Regions from separate parts of the Mus musculus genome. Here region 1 is linked to region 2. The links are chromatin contacts, called in public promoter capture Hi-C maps. All regions are on one chromosome and are shown on one strand. Each heading gives the region's core, a stretch centred on a gene start, on an enhancer-like site or on the middle of the called end of the contact. The rest is flanking DNA. Distances are from core to core; before and after follow the strand shown.

Region 1 (6,416 bases), core at 140-2,639, 1.1 Mb before region 2:
AGTTTTTAAATAAAGGAATTATTTTTGTGTTTCCAGAACACTATAATTTGGGTGAATCTTAATTCTTTTAAATATATTAATAGGCCTGGATTTACTCAAAGGCTCTAAGTCTATAAAGAGTAAACTGCAGCTTTGTGATGTGGTCTTTGATATCTTAGCAATAACCTACGCTACATTTGTTTTAAGGAAAAGGTAACTGCTCTTCAAGGTTTTTTTTTTTTTAGGATCTAAGAAATCCTATGATGTTGGATCAGTTAATAAAAATGCAAAATGTTTTTGTAAGATGTAAAACATAAGTCTGCTGTGTAATGGATCTCATATTTTTCTTTAAATTAAAAAACAGAAAAGGATTTGTTCTCCTTGTAAAGCTAAATTCACAGCTCTCATGAAGTAAAACTTCAAAAGGATTTTAACAAATGTAAAAGGGAAGTGAGATGCTTTGAAGGAACAAACAAAACATCGAAGCAGGGTCAGTCCATTTCAAGAAAAAGTTATGCATAATAATCATGATTGTTCCCCCCTTTAGTTAACGTTTGGTACTGAGTCTATCTACATGAAGAATACAAGATAAGGAGTCTAAGAAGGTATTAAATTATCTACTTACGTTATTGTTTGTTTACACAGTTTTGTTCAATTATAAACATTTGGCCTTTTACTATGTTATTTTTATTTTATATGAATACATTCTCCTTATTTATTTTTGTTACATTTATTACTTTATTTTGTTATGCATTTACAACTCCATTTTTAAATAAAGTGTTTCTGGAACTTTATGCAATGATCATAGATTTCATGTCTTTTACCATGTGATATATTTTCATTTATAAATTTACCAAACAACTTTTTATAAAGGAACCTTCCAGTTTTAATAACTATATGATCATCCAAAACAGTATTCTTAATGGATTACTAACAAATGTAATACAATAGCTTAATACTCTAGTGTAACATATGTTCATGGATGTGTGCATGTGCACATACAAGCACACACATGCATGCACACAAACACACACACAAGTTATTTGTAGTCAGCCTTGAGTCATCCAAAAGCTTTCTGACAGTAGTATATCGGGGAAACAAAGGAGAAGTTTAAATATCTTGAACATCTTCAATTTAAAAAATATCAATTTAGACTTTTTTTCATTCTCAGTGGGTCTCAAGAGTCTTGAATGTCTCCGTTATTAATCAATAGCAAGAATTTCACAGCTTGATTGTGTGGCTTTCCATATTCTAACCCTGTTACATGCTGCTTCTCAGTATAATTTCTGCCTGCTCTTCCACCCTGCACTGTTTACCCACAGCCCTGCCATTCCTCAGACCCTACCTACATCTTCACAAAACTTCCTTCTTTGATACCATAGCAAGTGTCTTGTATACTTTCATTTCCCCTCTTCATATGACACATGTGTATGTACTTCTCTTACGTCACTGCAGGTGTTTCCTGGGTAGAACGCCATACTTCTGTGCCATTGAACTTCCTTTGTGTCCTTGGCCTTGTCTTTTCCAGGGTAGACATCCTGTTCAGCTTCTGCATCCTCTAACTTCCTTCTTGTCCTTGGACCTGTTTGCTGTGTCTCTGGCAGGAACAACTCTTGAGGGATTTCAGTTGAATGTTTTGAGATCCAGACCTATTCCTGTGAATGTGGTCCTTCAACTCTGATCTATAAAATGAGAGCTTCATCTTATCTAAGGTTCTTGTAGTTCAAGGGACTATGAAATAATGCTTCAAAAACACTGCAAGGTTCTTATATATAAACTCACTGAAGTCGCCTAACCCATCAGATTCAGTTTTGCCCAGACCTAATCCATTCTGTAGCTACTGTCTTAACATACTAAGCAGTATACTCATCAGAAGTAAACGGTCCTTGATCCTACACTGAGAGGGTGAAAAGCCCATTTTCCTCTAGTACCATAAGTCATACTCCTGTTGCCCCTTGGCTGATCTTAAAGGGAATACACACTGCTCTGTATGCTCAGATTCCTTTTGATTCATTTTCATTCTCATCAGGTTGTAGGAACTTTGTAGCCCTTCTCTTCCCTGTTTGCTTTCCTGTGTGCTCTTGATTCACTGACACCTGCTATGCCACAGTCCAGTTAGGTCTTAAACACGGTCAGAGGCTCCCCAGAGCTGTGGTGGTACCACCCATGTCTGAGATACTCTGTTGGACCTGTAGTTGCATGCAAATTACAGATCTCCAGGAAATAGTCCACAACATGTCTAAGTTTGGGAAACCTTTATGTTATTTGAATGTGAGAGTGGCCAGTACAACAGGAATCTAGAAGGAATATCTGAGCCTCATAGCTGTATATTCAAAGTTTTGTTTAAGTTCCCTGAGCCGAGCTAAATCACTTCTCCCCCCCCCCCTCCCTTCCAAATGCAGTTTCCCAAACCATAAAGCCAGTCCCTTGCTGATGCCTATATGTAGCTGATGTTGCCACCTGGAGCCATTGCTTGTTGGAATGTTCACTGCTCTGCATTGCTCATATGCATACGGAAACATGCAGTAAACATTTGTTCCCTGAAATCTTCTTAGTTTCACCATACTGTTCAAGCTATTGCAAAGTCCTATTCTGAAGTGGATGGACGTTTGTAGTTTTAAGGTATGTAGTATTAGATCTAGAATTGGCAGATATTACATTTAATTCAACTGCTTCATATTTGAGGTAGTTGAGGCACAAATGTAGAAAAGAGTACGGCCCTGTTGGGCAGTTTACCAAGAGTGTTAGCTGCATTATCCCCACGACTCTTGAGTTTCTCTGTTAGAGATGAAGGAACCTGCAATAAGAGAATAAGTTTTGCCAGACGGTGGTGGTGCACGCCTTTAATCCCAGCACTCGGGAGGCAGAGGCAGGCAGATTTCTGAGTTCGAGGCCAGCCTGGTCTGCAAAGTGAGTTCCAGGACAGCCAGGGCTATTCAGAGAAACCCTGTCTTGAAAAAAACAAAAACAAAAACAAAACAAAACAAAACAAAAAAACATAAAAAAAAAAGAAGAAGAAAGAGAGAGAGAGGATAAGTTTCCCCAGTAGTCCAATTAGGATTTGACTTATGTATTCAGATTGTTCATGGTCACCCACCACTAGTTTTCAACTTAAAGAGCTGCTAAACTTGAGCAAGCTGACCCAATACTCAACCACCCTTACATGCCACAGCCCCAGCCCCAGAAAAAGTCCTTCTTTTGGAACAGAAGCCGGAAATCCTGCTGTTTCTTATAAACAGATGAAAGAGTGAACCAGCTCCTACAGAGCTGAATGTTGAGTCCTACAGAGCTGAATGGTGAGAGCTCTGTCTGTGGAGGAACTACCTCTTGTTTTAAAAGTGAAAGCCAGAACTGTGACAGAAAACTGGTAGCCCTGGATCAAGGCTGTCACCAGAAATGTGCTTGCAGCATTTCCCACATATCCCTGGACAAGGTGAATTAAGAGGAACTATCCCTTGGGACTAGGTGAGATGCAGCTAAAACTACTTGGAGGTGGGAGGAGGAGGAATTAATGCCAGTGCTTCTTGCAGATACAAATAGCATAGGGGTTCCAGTGTCACTTTACAATACTCAGGGTAGTGGCAATAGATTTTCATTGAAAAAAAAAAAAAGTTTTGAATGAGATTAATACAAACACTGTTACATCGTTTTGTTTACAGCTTCTATGCCCCACCCCCAAGTCTCCAGAGCTTTGACTTTGCCTACTTCCTTCTTGAGTAGAGCCTCCTCGGTAACCAAAAGAAGTCCCACTGCACTCAGTCCAGTTCCTCAGACTTGAGTTGGCCACAGGATGCATGGGTGAACTGCCATATCTGTGCTCCATTGCCAGTCCATGATTGTATACTGAGTCTCTTAAGAAAAACACCAATTGACATTGAGTTACCCTGCAAAACTTCATAATGTGCCCAGTTATCATGGCACACACCAGAGGCAAAGGTAGGAGAATCTCTGTGAGTTTGAGATCAGCCTGATCTACAATGTGAGTTTCAGACAACCAGGGCTACACAGAGAAAATAAACAACAAACAACAAAACCTTCATAACGTATAACAGGAGGAGGGTTTTTTTTTTAAGACAAAGATGGTACCATGGTATCAGAAAATAGTGTATAAATTCCTTTTAAAATTGTAGTTTGTCCTACAATGCAGTCATTTACTTTGCAAGAGGAATCTCTCATCCATGAAAAGGCATACACAGTGCTTATAGGAATAGTATTTATAATAGCCAGAACCTAGAAATGTAATCCGTGTTCACCAACAAAGAAGCAATTACACAGTCATAGAATGAAGTTCTGTTCAGCAATGGGAAGGAATAAGCCAGCTACAGACATATGTGGTGGTATCAGTTTAAGAACATGCAGAAAGAAGCTGACCCAGCAGAGAACAGGACCTAGCTCATATAATTCTAGGAAACTTGAAGCCAGTAGCCACTGAGCACAGATAGGAGATTGGAAAAATATAAAAAAGGAAATAAAATATAAAAGAGGAACCTATAGGGTTGCAGACCCCTTTATCACCTTGGGTACTTTCTCTAGCTCCTCCACTGGGGGCCCTGTGTTCCATCCAATAGATGACTGTGAGCATCCACTTCTGTATTTGCCAGGCACTGGCATAGCCTCACAAGAGACAGCTATATCAGGATCCTGTCAGCAAAATCTTGCTGGCATATGCAATAGTGTCTGGGTTTGGTGGCTGTTTATGGGATGGATCCCCAGGTGGGGCAGTCTCTGGATGGTCCTTCCTTCTGTCTCAGATCCAAACTTTTTCTCTGTAACTCCCTCCATGGGTGTCTTGTTCTGCCCTTCTAAGATGGATAGAAGTATCTATGGTCTTCCTTCTTCTTGAGTTTCATGTGTTTTGCAAATTGTATCTTGGGTATTCTAAGTTTCTGGGCTAATATCCACTTATCAGTGAGTGCATATCATGTGAGGTTTTTTGTGATTGGGTTACCTCACAGGATGATACCCTCCAGATCCATCCATTTGCCTAAGAATTTCATAAATTTATTGTTTTTAATAGCTAAGTAGTACTCCATTGTGTAAATGTACCACATTTTCTGTTAGATTATAGTTTTTAAAATCCACTTAACTTTTTTTTTCCTTAGGCAGGGTATCATGTAGCTCAGGCTGGCTTCCAATTCACTATGCAGCAGAGGCTGGCCTTGAACTCGTGATCTTCCTTCCTTCATTCCCAAGTGCTAAGATTACGGGTGTACACACCACATGGAGTCTAACTGCCCCTTCCTCAAACAAGAGACAACACTGGACATCTGCATGTCCTATATCTATCATCATTTGGGGAGCAAGTTATAGACGTCTGGTTTTGGGTGCTGTTTTTCATTCCTATGTGAAAATGTTATATGAAATAAACACGGTGATTAAAGATTGCCTCTGAATCCTCGGTGCATCAGGAGGACATGCTCCACTGTGAGCTATTAGAAGTGTTTCTTAAAGTAATCAGCAAAAGGGGACATGATACGAAGATTTAAAAGCACTAACAACTGGGCATTCATTAGGGCGATGTGTTGCTCCTGCTGCCTTATTTACATTGGTTTTCAACGTTAAACTTTCTAAGTAGCTGTGTTAAGCATCCTCCCTTCCATTTCTGTGAAAAGCATCTGAAACAGACAGGTTTATGATTGGTTCACAGTTGGAGAAGACTCTCCACTACCCAGGATCAGGTGATGTTGCCAGGGGCCTGAGATGGTACCTCCTGGCACAAGTGTGTGGTGGAGGCCTGGAAGCAAAGGAAGAAGAAGATCCCCATGGTCTTCATCAAAGACACCTTCTTAGGATTCTGGGCACCTCCGACGTGGCCATTCTTCCAAAGTCTCCACCACCTTCCAGTAGCCCTGCCCTGAGGCCCAACATTTTTATTATTAGTCACATCCCAAATACGGAACTAGCCAAGAGTCACTCTAGCTGGGTTTAAAGAGTGCAAAAAGTAGAAAATGCTTTTCCTCTTAGACTCCAAGATGCTAATGTTGACGTAATTAAATTTGTCTTCTAAATGGCAGAGATAACCCACCTAAACCTTCATTCACAGGCTGTGTCTACACTTACCCATTTGTTACAGTGGTGGGCTGCACACCAGAAAGAATGGGAAGAAATTCCAGGCAGCTCACTCCCCCCCCCCGCCCCCCCCAGATTACTGGGCCAAAGAGAAATCCCCTCCGCCCCCAATGCTGACCTTAGTCTTCAAACAAAACAAACTGGCACCACTTGTTTCCCAGGAGACTTTAGGGTAGCTTCAGTTTTCCCAAGAGAATATATGGTCTGAGAATATGACCTGCTTAATTGCTCGATGAAGGAATTCAAGCTGTCCACAGCCATCAGAGTCATACTTCTCTGAGAGGAATGAGAGACCTTTGGGGCCTATGGAGACTGACACTGGGAGTTAATGGTATGATGCGCCCACAAAATGCGTCAGTGACTCCCAA
Region 2 (7,015 bases), core at 3,801-6,300:
AAGACCCGTGCCTTCTCCTTAGGTGTCTGAGATATTTTAAGGAGCATCATTGTTGTCACCCCAGTGTAACTCAGACATGGGACAGCTTCCTAATTTGCTTGTGTTTCTCCTTAAAAGTTCCTCACATTCTGTGTTTATTTGCACATTTGTCTTTCCTCAAGGCAAAGGAGAGAAAGACATAACCCTTGTTGCTCTGGACAAAAGAGAATTCGTTCTGCTTCTTGGTTCATGAAATCATCATGAACCAGAAAACATGAATTGCCAGATCGCTTATTCTTGTGATTATTATGTCAACTTAAATATTCACATCATGACATATACTCAGGAGAAGACTCTATACATGCAAATGAGGGAACAGATGTTAGAATGTTTAGAGAAGACTTTTTCATCATCCAATTAAAAAGAACTTATTCTTTAAGCATTCTAAATGATGATTACAAAGGAATGGATGATTAAGTTCTAGAATATTTATGCAAGGAAATGCAACAACATGAACTTTTTAGCAATAATATAAACAAAGAGTGAGTTACAAATGTAACTCATGTAATTGAGGCTCAAATGAAGCTAAATGGAAACACAGACTATGTATTCCGCTGCCAGAGCTGGTCCTATGGCTTGGGATGCAGGCTTTGCACCTTGAACGTATCTCCTCTCAGCTGCTGTAGAAAGTGCATAATTTGGAAAGACTGTCAGTGTCATCTTCCACTGTTAGGTGGCAAAGTGGCTAAGAAGACAAGAAGATAACATGGAAATATAATGTGTAAGCCATTCCAAGCCTCCCACAGCTCTCTTAAGGCACAACTGGATTCCTGACCACAGGGAGAGAATGAAGGAAGGAAGAAACTGGGCAGGATTAGACGCCTGGGCACAGTAAGGACGACTTGGTGAGGGCGCCCTCCCACAGAGATGTGGACATTTAGGAACTAACGCTGCACATGTTTTAAAGCACTGCACCAAGGGCCTAATAGTAAGCAGGTAACAGATGACCTGTGTAGGATACGTGTTTTACATGTAGGCAAGACTGGGTCCTGTGAAGTACTTCAAAAAACCCACTAAGACTGTTAGAGAGATATAGGCAGAAGGCATAGAGTTAAAACTTCTTTGATGAAACCAAGCCCATGTAAAACCTTAAAAGATGGAGGAGGGTTCACAGAAACATCAACGTGTCCCTTGATCTCCTGAACAAAGGAAGACAGACTTCCACAGCCCACCAGAGTCCATACCACGTGCTGTTAGGATGTCCTCGGGATGGAATGACAGGGAGAAATCTCAGGGCAGAAAGAGTGGGAAGCAAAATGGACGGGCACACAGAGGACCTGGACTAAATGGGTTACAAAACCAAACTGAAAGGGAGGAGGGAGGAGGGAGGAGGGAGGAGGGAGGAGGGAGGAGGGAGGAGGGAGGAGGGAGGAGGGAGGAGGGAGGAGGGAGGAGGGAGGAGGGAGGAGGGAGGAGGGAGGAGGGAGGAGGGAGGAGGGAGGGCAATTAGAAAGGGTGAAGAGAGAGTAACTACAAGAAGAAAAAGAAAATGAGGTACATCTACACAACGGAGTTTTATTTAGCTGGAAAACAGTGAAGTGATAACATTTATAGGAAAGTAGGTGGCATCGGAGGTGATTGTATCAGGTGGAGTAAGCAGAATCATGAAGACAAACAGCATGCTTCCTCTCATATATGAAATGCAGATTTAAACATGGTGGCGATTAAAGGAGGAAAGCAACTTGAGAGGGGAGGAAGAAGTCTAAAGGGGGAGGGGACCCAGCAGGGTAATGGTATATATATATGAGGGAGGACAGGGAGGGCACTCACTATCTGAAGGAGGAATGAGAAGGAAGCATAATGAAATACATACTATCATACTATGAAAACATCACAAAAGAAATTCATTCATTTGCAAACAGTGATTTAAAATGTCAGCAAAAACTGAATTGAGATTTACTTTAGTATTAATAAAATCAGAGCACCAAGGAAGACAAACAGTAAGTCCTCTCCATGTATATATCAGGAATATTTACAGAAACTATACACTTGGCCCAAATGACACACTGTAAAGACCTGAGATTGCATGAGTTTTGTGGGGTTTTATGGGTCAAAATGTTTCCTTCAGGGAAAGTGGGAGTTCCTGATTTGGGTGTTAGGAACATCCAGGTGGAGAATAATGTAGAGATCTCTGTGTGAAAAATGCAAAAAAGGCAGAAGAGTTGAGATCAAACACTCAGGATCTAGCTTTAGCCCAAGAGGAGGGAAACTGTGGAAAGTAGGGTTTGCTGAGCCTCTGGGTGGCAGCGGACACTCCTGTGCCTCTGGGGTGTACTTGCTCTCTATGATGAGTTAGCATTGGCTCCTGGGTAGAAAGATCTCTGAAAGGTTGCTGAGCAGCAATAACACTTGAAACCAACTTTTCAGCATTTTTGAATTTGAAATCCGCCGTCGGGGGAAAAAAAAATTTGCAGTAAGGAAAGCTGAGCAGCTTCAGGGCACGTGTAGGAAACAACTCCACTGTGAAAGTACTGTTTGAGTGTTATTTGGGGAGAAATCTATGGAAAATGGACAGACTTTTGCATCTTCTAAAATCAGGTAGATTTGTTCCCTTCCATCATTGCTGCTACTCTTGAGTAGCATGGATGTACAGCAGCTTTCTAGAGCCAGTGTCTTGGCTCTCCCCAATTTCTCTAGATGTTCTCTATAAAAAGCCTGAGGATGTTTGTTTGTTTGTTTGTTTGTAGACAGAGACTTGTTATAAAGCCCAGACTTGTCTGGAACTTCCATCCGTCCTCAGCCTCCCGGTGATGTGATTACCAGCATACACTACCATGCCCAGCACGTAGGATCCCGGTGATGTGATTACCAGCATACACTACCATGCCCAGCACGTAGGATCCCGGTGATGTGATTACCAGCATACACTACCATGCCCAGCACGTAGGATCCCGGTGATGTGATTACCAGCGTACACTACCATGCCCAGCACGTAGGATCCCGGTGATGTGATTACCAGCGTACACTACCATGCCCAGCATGTAGGATCTTTCAAAATCATAGTCTTCCTTCTTACTAAAATCCACCCCCCTCCCCCAAGGCCTTTAAGCATAACACAACTTTGAACAAAATCCACTCTTCTTCCCTGATGTTCTAAGATGTTATAGGCTCTGACCAAGTCTGTTTCCCATCCAGTGGAGGTGGTGGGTCCCATCCCTCCATCGGAGGGCTGTCCTTGACTGGCCTACAAACAGAAACTGCCAAGATCCTCTTGTCCTCTCGTAGCAATGCTGTGTTTGGGTTGCTCTGATAGCTCACTGCTGACTCCCCTCTCTTGTTTCCTCCTCCATTGCCCTTCTCCTCCCCAGAAGGCTCACTCCTTTATCCATAGTACCTTAAACAATACAGGTAGCAATGCATACATTCTCATTTTGTTCAATAATTTGATAGGAGAGAGTTAGGGCAAAGGCTGGCCTGAGGCCTGACACCCACAGTACACGATGCTCTTCCTGAGTGCTCTGTTTTGCTTGGCCTTGCTGAGACATGGGCTCTTAGGCTCTTACTGTGTATTCCAGGTAAACTTCAACCTCACTCCACTACCCTGTCCTGCTGAGTGCTAGCATTACAGATGTGGGCAACCATACCTGCTTCTCTAGAATCAGATAATAATAAAGGATCTGCTATATTCATTTTCCCGAGAAGCGGTGTGACCGGATTGTAGAGAGGTTCTCTTCTTAATTTTAAAGAGCATCTGTGATGATTTCAATTAATTGGAACCAGTTTTAGAATACTGAAGTTCTATTGAGAGAAAAAAATGTACGCTTTTGTTATTTGCTTACTTGCTTGTTTTAAGGGAGCTAGCTTTGGCTAAGAAAATACGACACACATACACACTCCTCTCAATACCATCTCACCTCTTGCTAGGTCTGAGTGACAGCCTTGTGACCTTACCTGCTCGCATAAGAAGTAAGGGACCCACTCACTACCCTGTCAATGGAGCAGCCAAGTAATTTGGGTGGGCAAGTGTGTTACTTCCCACTTATCAGAATAGCTAGTGAGTATCTAATAGGGTTTTTTTGTTTGTTTGTTTTTGTTTTTGTTTTTGTTTTTTAATTTCATGTGTCTTGACCCTTTTCTTCTGAGTAGAGAGTACTGGGCTTATTAACCAGAGTGGGACAAAACTTTTTTATTATAATGACCTGAGATACATTCCTGTTTTAAAGAAAAGTCATGTTTGGAAGCAAAATAAAGTGAAATCTGTTTTGTCTTTTAGGGGATGCTAAATCAAAATGATAAAATAGACACTCGTGTATTTAGTGGATATCAAATACAGTTCCTGGAAGGAATAATTTAAAACAAATGCTGTTACCCATATTTATTGCCGTGATGGCTGCTGGTGAATGAACGAATGAAGAAAATATGGTACACACACACACAATGGAGTAGTGTTTGGCGGTAAAGAAGAATGAAATCCTGTTATTTAAAAACAAAAATGTGTCTTAGGTCATCTCAGTAAGAATGAGTGGATTTGGAGGACATTGGGATAAGTGAGATATAAATACATAAGACAAGTTCTGCATATTTTCTGTCACGTATGGAAATTACTCGCGCGCGCGCGCGCGCGCGCACACACACACACACACACACACACACACACATACATGGGGTGGGGAGAGGTAAGAGAGGGAGAGAAGAAGAAGAAAGAAGACCTAAAATTTTAAGAGAGACTGAGGAGATGTGGGAGACGGAAGAGTGTGGAAGGGTAGAGAGACATAATCAGTACTGGACATGGTATTCATAGAAATGTCAGCGATCAGTGTGTATTAATAACTGTAGTGAAAAGCAATACCATATTTATAGCAAATATATTTAAACCTTAAAAGGTTTAACTATCAGAATCAACAACCCACACACAATAAAAAAATCATTAGTGAGATAATAATAATAAAAATAAATGCCCAAAGAGCAGTAAACGCCTGGGCAGTCTCACCAAACCACCGCCAATAACAGCCACTCTTTTCCCCTGAGTATCAGACGATGCCATAGCTTCCAGAACACCTCTGTTCAGGTCGGAACTCTCTGTCCTACATGCTGATGTTTTGCGATCTTTTTATTGCCAGAAGTCCAGAGCCTTTGTGAGCCAGAAGCAAGGTTTGGTCAAAGCTCACTTCCTCTGATAAGTGTTTAACTCACTAGAAGCTCAAAGTCTAATCAGCTTGGCTCTCGGAGACAATTCACCGCGATAACCAAAATTTCAAAAACCCAGTCTCATATGAGACACCTTTTCTGTTTAAATAGCATCCTCGGGGCTTTTCTTCTTCTCCTTCTGTGGTGTGTGTCAGTTTCGTTTTCATTCGAAATGTGGCTTTGAATGAAACTTGTGTTATCTGGGGTTCTGAAGCGTCTTCCCTTTCTCAGAGGGAGATGACCTGAATTCATAGCTAATTCCTGCTGTTACTGAGAACAACCACGAATTTGACCTGAAAGGACTTTGTGGGCTTGTTGCCTTAACTGTCTCTGCTGGGAAACATTCTCTGCTGTCATAATAATCTCCTGAGTAGGATTTCTAGAGGTGTAACTAGACTGACCAGAGTTTTGCTTTGTTTGTTTTTTTCTTGCCTAGGACTTTAGAATCTAGCTCATGCTTTGCCATGGGCAAGATGGTGAACACCCTGCATCTCTACTCAAATGTGTGGTTTGAGGGTGTCTCATCACTTTGACATCTCTACTTCATTTGAAACGTATAGTGCTTGGTTTGGGGGCCTATTCGTGAGTTGTGCTTCTTTTCTAGATCGTATTGTGATTAAAATAAAATAAGAGCATCAATGAAGATTTATTGGTTTTTCCAATTTCTGATGAGAACACAAATGGCATTTCTTTGGGTAGGGACTGGAAGGAAACACCACCCGATAGTGCCCCTGTAGGAGAGTATGTTAGACGTGCTAGAAAAAGGCTGAGTCATTATAGTATGCTATATATCACACAGAATGAAGTTAAAGATTTGGCAAGGGCATACAAAGAAGGGTAATATTGTAGATTCTGTCTCTTTAGGAGCCTATCTCTCTTGTCCAGAGACAAGCATCTTGCAGTGGTTTGCTGTGCTAATTCCTGGTTCCTCTCCAAGGTCCCTGAAGCTTTCTCTCCCTCCTTCCTGTCTTCCTTTCTCCATCCCTTCCCTTCCCTTCTTTCTACCTTCCTTGCTTTCCCTCTTGGCCTCATTTTCTCTCTTCCTCTTCATTCCCGTCCTTTTCAATATAAATGTTAGCAGATTTCACACCCCTTTCCACCCTAATTTTTCTTTCAATTTACTTCAGTATCAATATAGAGAAAAACGTGTCTTTTTAGAAGCTTTTTAAAAATGAAGGAGTATTGCACATGCAAGTAAAGTACTTAAGAATAAATGTACAGTACAATAGTTTCCAGCACAGCGTGTGCCTTTCACAGAGTCCAAGAAAGAAAATAGCACCAGCTTTCCAGTAGTCTGCTGCCTCAGGCCTCACACATGCTAAGCGAGCATTCTAGTTACCATGGGCTATTTCTTCAAGCCATGTTTTGTCTCATAAATGACTTCTTCCTCAGCTTTGTGCTTCTTAAGATCCATCTGGATTTTGTCCTGTAGCTCCAGCTTCGTGGTCATATTTCTATTTTCCCAGTGTTCCCACTGTTCTGAAACCTTGATGTATTTCTGCTACGTGGGATGGAACGTCCTTGGAAGATTCTTATCTCTTGCCTTTGCCCCTGGTGGTTCAACATTTCTTGTTAACAGACTTTGCTCTGGTTAGCTCATATCTGCTGGATTGCTGGAATTCACTTCTCTTTTTAAAAAAGATGCTTCTGTATTATAAAACTATGTGTAGCGAGCTGTGTGAGAGCATTCATATGTCAGCACATGTATCTTCAGAGTCCTGAAGATAGCGTAGGATCCCCTGGAGCCAGAACCACAGCTGGTTGTAAGTCACTGCACAGGTGCTGGGAACCAAACTGGGTCCTTTGCAAGAGCAGCATGTGCGCTTAACCACTGAACCATCTCTCCAGC

What was found. Promoter capture Hi-C pulls out the DNA fragments that hold promoters and counts their contacts.
Region 1: a contact with region 2 is called in a promoter capture Hi-C map of liver, with 2.2 times the contacts expected there. The contact joins the enhancer-like site here to the promoter of Kmo in region 2. A contact is called at or near these places in 5 of 39 promoter capture datasets (the 3T3-L1 cell line, the C10 cell line, hippocampal neurons and 1 more) and 2 of 115 datasets of contacts at active chromatin or transcription factors (astrocytes and large pre-B cells).

What each region holds. Positions count from the first base shown.
Region 1 is chr1:176,728,019-176,734,434 of GRCm38.p6, reverse strand. It overlaps Cep170 (centrosomal protein 170), which reads left to right. Exons shown (of 20, transcript NM_001099637.2): 20 at 1-782. Among named protein-coding and RNA genes, the nearest start is that of Gm26104, 31 kb to the right of the region's middle. Within about 2 kb of position 1,389, at least 51 of the 459 cell types and tissues checked have an H3K27ac peak or open chromatin away from gene starts, as enhancers often do.
Region 2 is chr1:175,630,228-175,637,242 of GRCm38.p6, reverse strand. Kmo (kynurenine 3-monooxygenase (kynurenine 3-hydroxylase)) reads right to left here and starts at 5,050. Exons shown (of 15, transcript NM_133809.1): 1 at 4,970-5,050. The coding sequence starts at 5,023.